3 separate regions of the Mus musculus genome follow, and all the other regions are linked to region 1. The links are chromatin contacts, called in public HiChIP or PLAC-seq and promoter capture Hi-C maps. All regions are on one chromosome and are shown on one strand. Each heading gives the region's core, a stretch centred on a gene start, on an enhancer-like site or on the middle of the called end of the contact. The rest is flanking DNA. Distances are from core to core; before and after follow the strand shown.

Region 1 (2,590 bases), core at 27-2,526:
GAATGCTTGTTTTAAAGGAGAAAGGGACACTGAGCTGGTGTGTACTTTTGCCTCTCCCCTTCATTTCCTTTCTAATGTGAGAACATATGTGTGATATCTAGAGGTTCCAGAGGCATCTTGAAACACCAAAATGAAAGTTACATGATAAGACCTGTAAAACAGGATCTATTGGACAGTGGTTTGGTCCCCAGGATAAAGGAAGTGGGGAGAAGAAAAAGGAGGGAGGAACAAGAAAGAAAAACAAAGACAGGAGGGTGATGGGTTTGAAGCGGTCTTTGGATACCTGAAGCCAGGCTAGGTCGCATGAGGCCTTTTCTCAGAAAACAGAAACTAAATTAGCTGAGTGTAGTGTGGGTGTCTGGGTGGGTGGGTGTGGGGGGAAGGGCTCATGCCTTTATCACACAGCTAAGAGTTGGAAGGTTGAGGCCCTGCCAGACAGTAGGTACTCAGGAGTGAAGGAATGTATAACCGGATAGGAACCTTGTCTTTCTTCTCCATTGTCTCTCTGAAATGCTCTTATATACCTTCCCAGGGGATGGGAGATACTTTCTAAATATGCCTCAGATGACCACCAGCCACCAAAGGGACTGAACCCTTCAGCACCTACTCAATGCCTCACACACAATAGGTCCTCAACAGTGAGTCAAAGTATAATAGGGTAGGGGACAATGAAGACAATCCCGTTCAGCAAAGATTGGCTAGGTGTCTACCCAAGCCATAGGTAGCCTTTGACCCCAGACCCAATACAGGAAATCCGGGCCAATGATTCTATAGTGTCAGTTCTGTTTCCTTTTAAGGAACGTTTTGTCCATGCTTTTCTAAGGAACTTTTGTCCGGGCGATTCTGTCACAGACACTCACTGAGATGCTGTGGGAGGGAATCAGGGTGAGAGCCCAGGAGGCTCTCGTTCTGGTAAGAACTTCCACTGATGCTCTGACACTGGCTTGGTGCTTAGTGAGCTGTCAGGAGAGCCTCAGCCGCGGCTCCACCCAGTGGTGAATCCTCGGCCACCCTGCAGGGGTCGCTGTTCCCATGAGAACCTCTGCAGCGGCTCCACCCAGTGGTGAATCCTCGGCCTCCCTGCAGGGGTCGCTGTTCCCATGAGAACCTCTGCAGCGGCTCCACCCAGTGGTGAATCCTCGGCCACCCTGCAGGGGTCGCTGTTCCCGCGAGGACACCCCCGCCCCCCACCCCACGCCATCGGTGAGGCCACGCCCCCCTCCCGGCCGGCTGTTTTCCGCCGCGGTTGCACAGTCGCCGGGCGGCGGGGCGGGGCGGGGCCTTCCTCCGGACGCGACCTCGGTCCCCGTGGCTCGCAGCTGCTCGGCGACGCGACAGGCCCAGCGTGTGAGCGGAGAGGCGCGCGCTCGCGGGCGCCCGCCCTCTTCCCTCCCCCGCCTCCCCGCCAGGAAACGACAGCTGCGCGGGGCTGGCGCCGCCTCCCGCCACCTACCACGTCCGCCCCGCCGTCGCCGTCGCCCGGCGCCCCAGCCCGGCCGCGGCGCTCCCCGCCTCCCCGCTAGCGCAGCCGGCGGCTCTGCCCGGCTGCCGCCCGGCATGAACATCATGGATTTCAACGTGAAGAAGCTGGCGGCCGACGCGGGCACCTTCCTCAGCCGGGCCGTGCAGGTACGGCGGCGGCGGTTGGGGCCGGGCGGGGTGGTGGCGCCGGGGAGGGCGAGCGGAGGGCGGGTCGGGGACGGCGTCGCCCTGGTACCCAGGCCTGCCGATGGGCGCGGCCTGGCGCCCCTGCCCCGCTGGCCGTTTCCGCCTCGCTCGCCCGGCCGCCGCCGCCCCGCGCCCCGGCAGGCGAGTCGGGACGCGGCCCAGGGCGGACACCTTGGGTTCACCCCGGGGCGGAGGCCTCGGTGCCCCAGCCGGCGAGGCAGGGCACGCCGAGCACCTTGGCGCCACCCCCACCCTCCGCTGCGCTCGCTCTCGCCCTCCGGGCCGCGTCCGACCGAGAAGGGAGTTTCCTTTTCCTGCCCCTCAACGCAGAGGAGCTGCCAGCTCAGTTCCCACCAGCCCTCGCTGCTGCCCCTTGGAAGGATTGTCCCAGAGCTTAGCAGCCCGTGGGGGAGATGGAGATTGCCTGTCCCTGTCGGTGTCCCAGCTTCACCAAGGACGCAGGACACCTAGGATTAGGGGTGCCCTGACGCGTTCCCCAGATGGGCTATATAGAGCAGGGGTGAGAGGAGGACGCGATTCACGTTGTTGTCACATTGGAGGGGACCGGGCACGCTTGGCTTCAGGCGCACTTGGAAGGGAAAAGTTCACTGCGTCTCCTTATTCTGTGATTAAGGAAGTGTCAGCAATAGGGAACTTGGGCAGATTTTTTACAGTCAACACCCACATTATGCAAACTCAGTTAAATCTCGGAGCAGATGTCAATTTCACAACGTGGCTTGTAAACAATCTGGTATTGAAGTTAGTGACATAGGGTAGCAGCAGCCCTCTGTTCCGGAAAGAGAAAACAAAAGTAATGTCCCATGTGCCAAAATCCCACCGAACTATAAATCTCACGTGTGCTGCTTTATTTCTTGATTCATTTCATTTTACTGGCACTGTGAATATCATATTTCGTTATCCT
Region 2 (2,590 bases), core at 57-2,556, 220 kb after region 1:
ATAAGATGCTGGGGAAGGTGACTATTGTCTAGTTCCTGTTAGTGTGCGTGTAGAACACTTTTTTCTAAGTCTCTTGTAAATGTTGATCTACTTTATAACTACTGTTTAGATTCTGAGATGTTGAAACCCGTGCATCTCACCAAATCTCTCTCAAGTGTTTCTACACAAAATTCCTGTTCTTCCTCTTCTCCTTTTTAGAAAATGAATATCATATTTTTCCACTACGTGGCCTTGTTTAGTGTACTTGTTTGGCCACTAACAGCCCTAAAACTCCCTTTTTAAAATGATGTTTTAATATGTATGTGCCTGGGTGAGGATGTGCGCATTGCATGTGTGCAGGAGCCTGAGGAGCTCAGAGGGCATCCCAGTCCCCACAGCCAGGGTTAAGGCAACTGTGAGCCGCCGTGTGGCTGCTGGGACTTGGGTCCACTTTTGGCAAGAGCTCTAAACTTCTGAACCATCTCCAGCCCTGAGCCCTCAAGATTCTTACATGACCCTGATTGGGAGAAGGATCATCCCAGGGACTTTCAGAATCACTGTTCAGCATGGCATGTAGACTGAACAGAATCAACATTGTAGTGATGGAACTCAGCGTTTAGCGTGTACAAATGTACGGCACACATACTTACCAATCTTTTAAAGCAGAAGCCGTGTTTGGGCTTTGTCTGCTGTTGTGAGTAAGGAGTGTGTGACCCAGGCATTGGTCTAGCCCAGCCTGGAATGGCTCCCTAGGAAGGGTCAGATGAAAGAAGGACCTGGAACATAGAAGCTTGGTGACACTGCCTCTGCGTTTCTAAGGAGCCTCTGTTGACTGGTTAGACTTGATTTCCTAGAAACACCGTCTTTAAGTCAAAAGCTGTTTGAGATGCATTTTATCTGTTTTCTATTAGTTGTGATAAGATTTAGGATAAAACAATTTTATATACCCTTGACAGTGGATAAAAACTTATTAGAATTCACAGAAAATGAGATTTTTTTATAGACAGATTACAAACTTTTAAAACAATGTGCGAGGCTGTGATGTGGGTTGGAGTAACTGCATATCCATAAGGCCTTGAGTTAGTTCTGAGCACAGCAGTAATAATGGTAACATTCTGATCTCACAGTTCATAAACGAAAGTCATTGCGATTTTCTTCTCTTTGAAATAGCATTTTTTGTTTTGTTTTTAAAACGTTTGTTTTAATTTTATGTTTGTATGTGTACACGTGTATGGCTATTCAGAAAGACCAGAGGAGAGCCTCGGACTCCCCTGGAGCTGGCCTTCCAGGAGGCTGTGAGATGCCCGTCCTGTGTGCTGGGAAGACACTCCAGCCCTCCGCCAGAGCAATGACGGCTCTGACTCCTCAGCCGCTCTCTAGCTCTCTATAGAGATTTCTGAACTTAAATATGCAAATTATCACTGATTCATTTTATCTAGCACATGTAGGAATGCAGCTTGCTGTGGAGCAGAAATTGCCAGTCTGATACCTTGCTTTTTAGACTTTTGAATTTTGCTCACTGCTGTTACCTTGGTGTGCGTTGTTGAATTTGTAGTTGTTTTATTCAGCAGCAGCTAATCTTTTGTGTTTCTTAGCAGTAGACTTCTTAGGGCTGGTTAAAGAGAGTGTTGATGTTACCGAGCAGAATTCCTGTATTGTTTTTTGGTGTATGTCATTGTTTGCTTAGGCAGTGGTTGCCATGGGATGAATCACTCAGAAGCCTTACGACATCCGTGTGTTTATTTGGGTGGATGCATGTCATCACACATGTGTGCAGCTACCCAAGAGTCCAGGTTCCCCATTTGCTGGGTGGGTTTCAGGCATAGAACTCCAGGCACCAGGCTTTACCCTCAGCCATCTCCCTGGCCCCCAATATAATTTGTAAGCTTTTACAAAATCAATACTTACCTAATATCGTGTCATCACCTGAAGAATGAAGAAATAAAATTAGATGCCAGTGTATACTACTAATTCAATAGGATTGGAAATAGTCCTTCCCGGCAGCACCACCATTTTGACCATTTTGTCAGTGGTAAACAGTAAGGGTGCTTCCAAGCTCAGGTGTTTGAAAGAATATTGAGAATCAGATTGAGGCTTAGATGGCGTGTAACTTCACACGAGTACAGATGCCTATTTCATATTGCTTTTAAGGGCTAACAGCGGTTCTCTAAACACTTAGAGGTGGTACTGTTACTGAAGAGCAGGCTGTCTCAGTTTACGACACCTGTGGATGATCGGCTGGCCACTGTAGCTCTCCCTGCTTATTGTGGGCCTGGTTTTGAACAGTGGGCCAAACTTTCAGTCTGATCGAATCTGACTTTCCACAGGATGGCAGTTGGCATCTTTCAAGGTACTGGTCGTGTCTCTCCAGTAAGCTTTGTTCCTTGTACTAATATTGCTATGCCAAGTCGCTATAAATCTCGAATTCAGAAGGATTTTTTTTTTTAAACTATGAATTCTTTTTGCCTGCTGAGAGGAGGAATTGCCTTCTGTGTATGTCAGTGTCTTAGTTAAGGTTTCTTTCACTGCAATAAAACACCATCGCCAAAAGCAATTTGGGGAAGAAAGACTTTATTTCCACTTACATCTGTCAGGTCACACACTCCATTAC
Region 3 (2,590 bases), core at 51-2,550, 130 kb after region 1:
TTGTCAAGCTACATAGGCCTTAGGTCAATGTTCTGTAACTGACAGTAAAGAAGTCTATTAGAATGTGCTAGAGGAATTCTACTTCTATCTGCTACAAGAAAAGCCTTCCTAAAATTTATACCCAACAGGAGTAAAAGAATGATTTCATGCTCTTTATTTTACATCTAACTTTCATATGTTGTATTTGTTTATAACAAATAAAGTGTGTGTATCAATTCCTACTAAGACTCTACCTCCTGAAAAAAGAATTGGAAAACATTCATATATACTGTTACAGAGTATGTCCTGAAAATCCATATTCCTGGGAATATTTAGTAAAATTATTCTTATAAATGATGACTGTAAATGATTGCTACATACCTTGGACTTGAGGGAACCTCCCCAATTTTCATCCGCAGACTTCAAGGATGGCTCCTGCATACAGCTGTAAAATGGAAACCAGGAAGGTTACAAATTGGAAAGTCGTCATGGAGCTGGAAGATAAGGCTCAGGGAAGACAACCCTTGTCAAGCTTGTGTTTCTCTGGGTTTCACCTCAGGCAGGACTGTGAAGAAGCACACAGTGCAAACCTTGGAGTAAAGCAGCAAAGCAGCTGTATAGAACTCCTTACCAAAAAAAAAAAAAAAAAAGCCAAAGCGCAGTAAGATGGTACAGCTCCAGACCAAGGAGAAGCCATGCTAGAGTTTAGATGCCCCGTAATCAATGGTTTCAGTTATCCTGGCCAAATGCATCCTGAAAATATAAACACAAAATTCCAGAAACAAATGTTTAAAATTAGGTATGCTCTGGCAGCATGCTGAAATACTACGCCACCCTGCACAGGACATGAAACCGCTTGTCCATGGTATCCATGTTACATGTGCTGTCCACTCCTTAGTCACTCAGGAGCTGTCCACAATACAGACAAGCACAAGCTTGTGACCAGCTAACACATGCTCTAGAATTAGGTTACACTTAGTGAATCCCACTAAGAGTCTTGGAATGTACCCCTTATAATAAAAACGAGGCAGATAAACTGTATACTGAATGGCAGAGGAACATCAGCTGTATTTGGAATAGACTGAGACAGTAGGTTGACATTGAGCATGACAAGATAATGACATTTCTTAAAACCTTTTTACTGATTCGTTGTGAGTTTCACACCATGCATCTCTGTCCCCTGGTATCCACCCTCTGCCCTTGCAATCTCCCTCAAAGAGAATAAAACACGTGTGTGGGCACACACACACCCCCAAAGCGAAGCACAAAGAGCATCTGGTCATGGGAGCTGTAGTGTGTCACACACAGTGTGGGCCACAGCATTCCCCTCTGCCCACACACCTCCACTTGCACATCTTGACTGCATGAGTCGCTGGTCTAGTTTGAGGTCTCTAGTTCCTGTTACAATTTAATTAGATGCTTTAGGAAGGCCGTTCAATGCCTTTAGATTGCTCGTAACATTATGTGACAAATGGCTGAGAATTAAAAGTCAAACAGTCAATGTTTTCAGACAGACAGTGTATCTGAGTGTCTGTCACATATATGCAGGTGGCCATGGAAACCAGAAAAAGCCATCTGAAATGCAGGAGCTGGGGTCCCAGCATGGTGAGAGCTGCCTGATGTGGGAGCTGGGGTCCCAGCAAACTGAGATCCTCTAAGGAGCAGTGGCTGCTCTTCTCTCTCCAGCCCCACCCCCATCTTTGAAAGGTACTGACTACAGGCTGTACTGTATAGACACAGGGAAAGTCACTATAGGAGTCACGCAAGTTGTTTTTTTTTTAAAATGAAATTAAACTTTAGCTGACTCAGTGGGCGATGTTACTTCCTCAGATGCAGAAGCTGCACGCTCTCTTTGTAGTAAGAGCTCATCATAGCACGCAACAGATCACTGCTGTGAATAAGGAGATAGAGCCAAAGGGAGACATCACTTTTTCGAAGCAGTCAAAGCCTAGCCATTGTTTTCTAAGATTTATTTTATGGGCAAAAGCGTTTTATGCTATCTTGACATAAACTAGTCATTTAGAAGGAGAACCTTAGTTGAGAAAATGTCCCCATCAGACTGTCTTGTGGATAAGCCTGTGGTGTCTCTTCCTGATTGATGACTGATGTGGGAGGGCCCAGGCCATTATGCGCAGTGCCCCTCTTGAACTGGTGGTTTGGGTACTTAAGAAGGCAGGCTGAGGAAGCCACCAGGAGCAAGCCAGTAAGTAGCACTACTCCATGGCCTCTGCATTGCTTCCTGCCTGTAGGTTCCTGCCCTTACTTTCTTCAATGATGGACTGTGGTGTGGAAGTGTAAGCAAAATCAACCCTTTCCTCCCCAGGCTGCTTTTGGCTATGTTTTATCACAGCTATGGAGACTGAAGCCAGCTGATGCATATGCATATAAACCATATCAGTGCTTAGTGCTCTCAGGTCAGAAGAGGACATCAGACTCCCCAGAACTGAACTTAGGGATGGTTGTGAGCCACCGTGTGGGTGCTGGGAATTGAACTTGGGCCCTCTGTCACAGCAGTGAGTGCTTTTAACCACTGAGCATCTCTCCAGCACCTCAATTATTCTCTTCATAGGCATCACATTGGAAATATAGGGGTCCTAAGAGAAAGATAGCA

The links. Promoter capture Hi-C pulls out the DNA fragments that hold promoters and counts their contacts. HiChIP or PLAC-seq counts read pairs in DNA pulled down with a chosen protein or histone mark.
Region 2: a contact with region 1 is called in an HNF4G HiChIP or PLAC-seq map of pancreatic cancer cells. The contact joins the enhancer-like site here to the promoter of Sh3glb1 in region 1. A contact is called at or near these places in 7 of 39 promoter capture datasets (the C10 cell line, the HPC-7 cell line, the SN4741 cell line and 3 more), 2 of 115 datasets of contacts at active chromatin or transcription factors (extraembryonic endoderm stem cells and pancreatic cancer cells) and 2 of 9 other capture datasets (adipose tissue and liver).
Region 3: a promoter capture Hi-C map of macrophages shows a contact between it and region 1, with 6 read pairs. The contact joins the enhancer-like site here to the promoter of Sh3glb1 in region 1. A contact is called at or near these places in 14 of 39 promoter capture datasets (3T3-L1-derived adipocytes, the C10 cell line, the HPC-7 cell line and 8 more), 2 of 15 datasets of contacts at CTCF or cohesin (the G1E-ER4 cell line and embryonic stem cells), 30 of 484 Hi-C or Micro-C datasets (the G1E-ER4 cell line, the Patski cell line, embryonic stem cells and 12 more), 8 of 115 datasets of contacts at active chromatin or transcription factors (bone marrow-derived dendritic cells, embryonic stem cells, extraembryonic endoderm stem cells and 3 more) and 2 of 9 other capture datasets (adipose tissue and macrophages).

The regions. Positions count from the first base shown.
Region 1 is chr3:144,719,021-144,721,610 of GRCm38.p6, reverse strand. It overlaps Sh3glb1 (SH3-domain GRB2-like B1 (endophilin)), which reads left to right and starts at 1,276. Exons shown (of 9, transcript NM_019464.3): 1 at 1,276-1,629. The coding sequence starts at 1,558.
Region 2 is chr3:144,496,072-144,498,661 of GRCm38.p6, reverse strand. All of the region lies in intron 1 of Hs2st1 (heparan sulfate 2-O-sulfotransferase 1), which reads left to right. It overlaps Gm43707, which reads left to right. Exons shown (of 1, transcript XM_017319867.2): 1 at 1-2,590. Among named protein-coding and RNA genes, the nearest start is that of Gm43707, 15 kb to the left of the region's middle. Within about 2 kb of position 1,306, at least 40 of the 459 cell types and tissues checked have an H3K27ac peak or open chromatin away from gene starts, as enhancers often do. A contact at or near this core is called in the SN4741 cell line and pancreatic cancer cells, where this site is marked.
Region 3 is chr3:144,588,446-144,591,035 of GRCm38.p6, reverse strand. Selenof (selenoprotein F) reads right to left here. Exons shown (of 5, transcript NM_053102.2): 3 at 361-424. Among named protein-coding and RNA genes, the nearest start is that of Selenof, 19 kb to the right of the region's middle. Within about 2 kb of position 1,300, at least 25 of the 459 cell types and tissues checked have an H3K27ac peak or open chromatin away from gene starts, as enhancers often do. A contact at or near this core is called in macrophages, where this site is marked.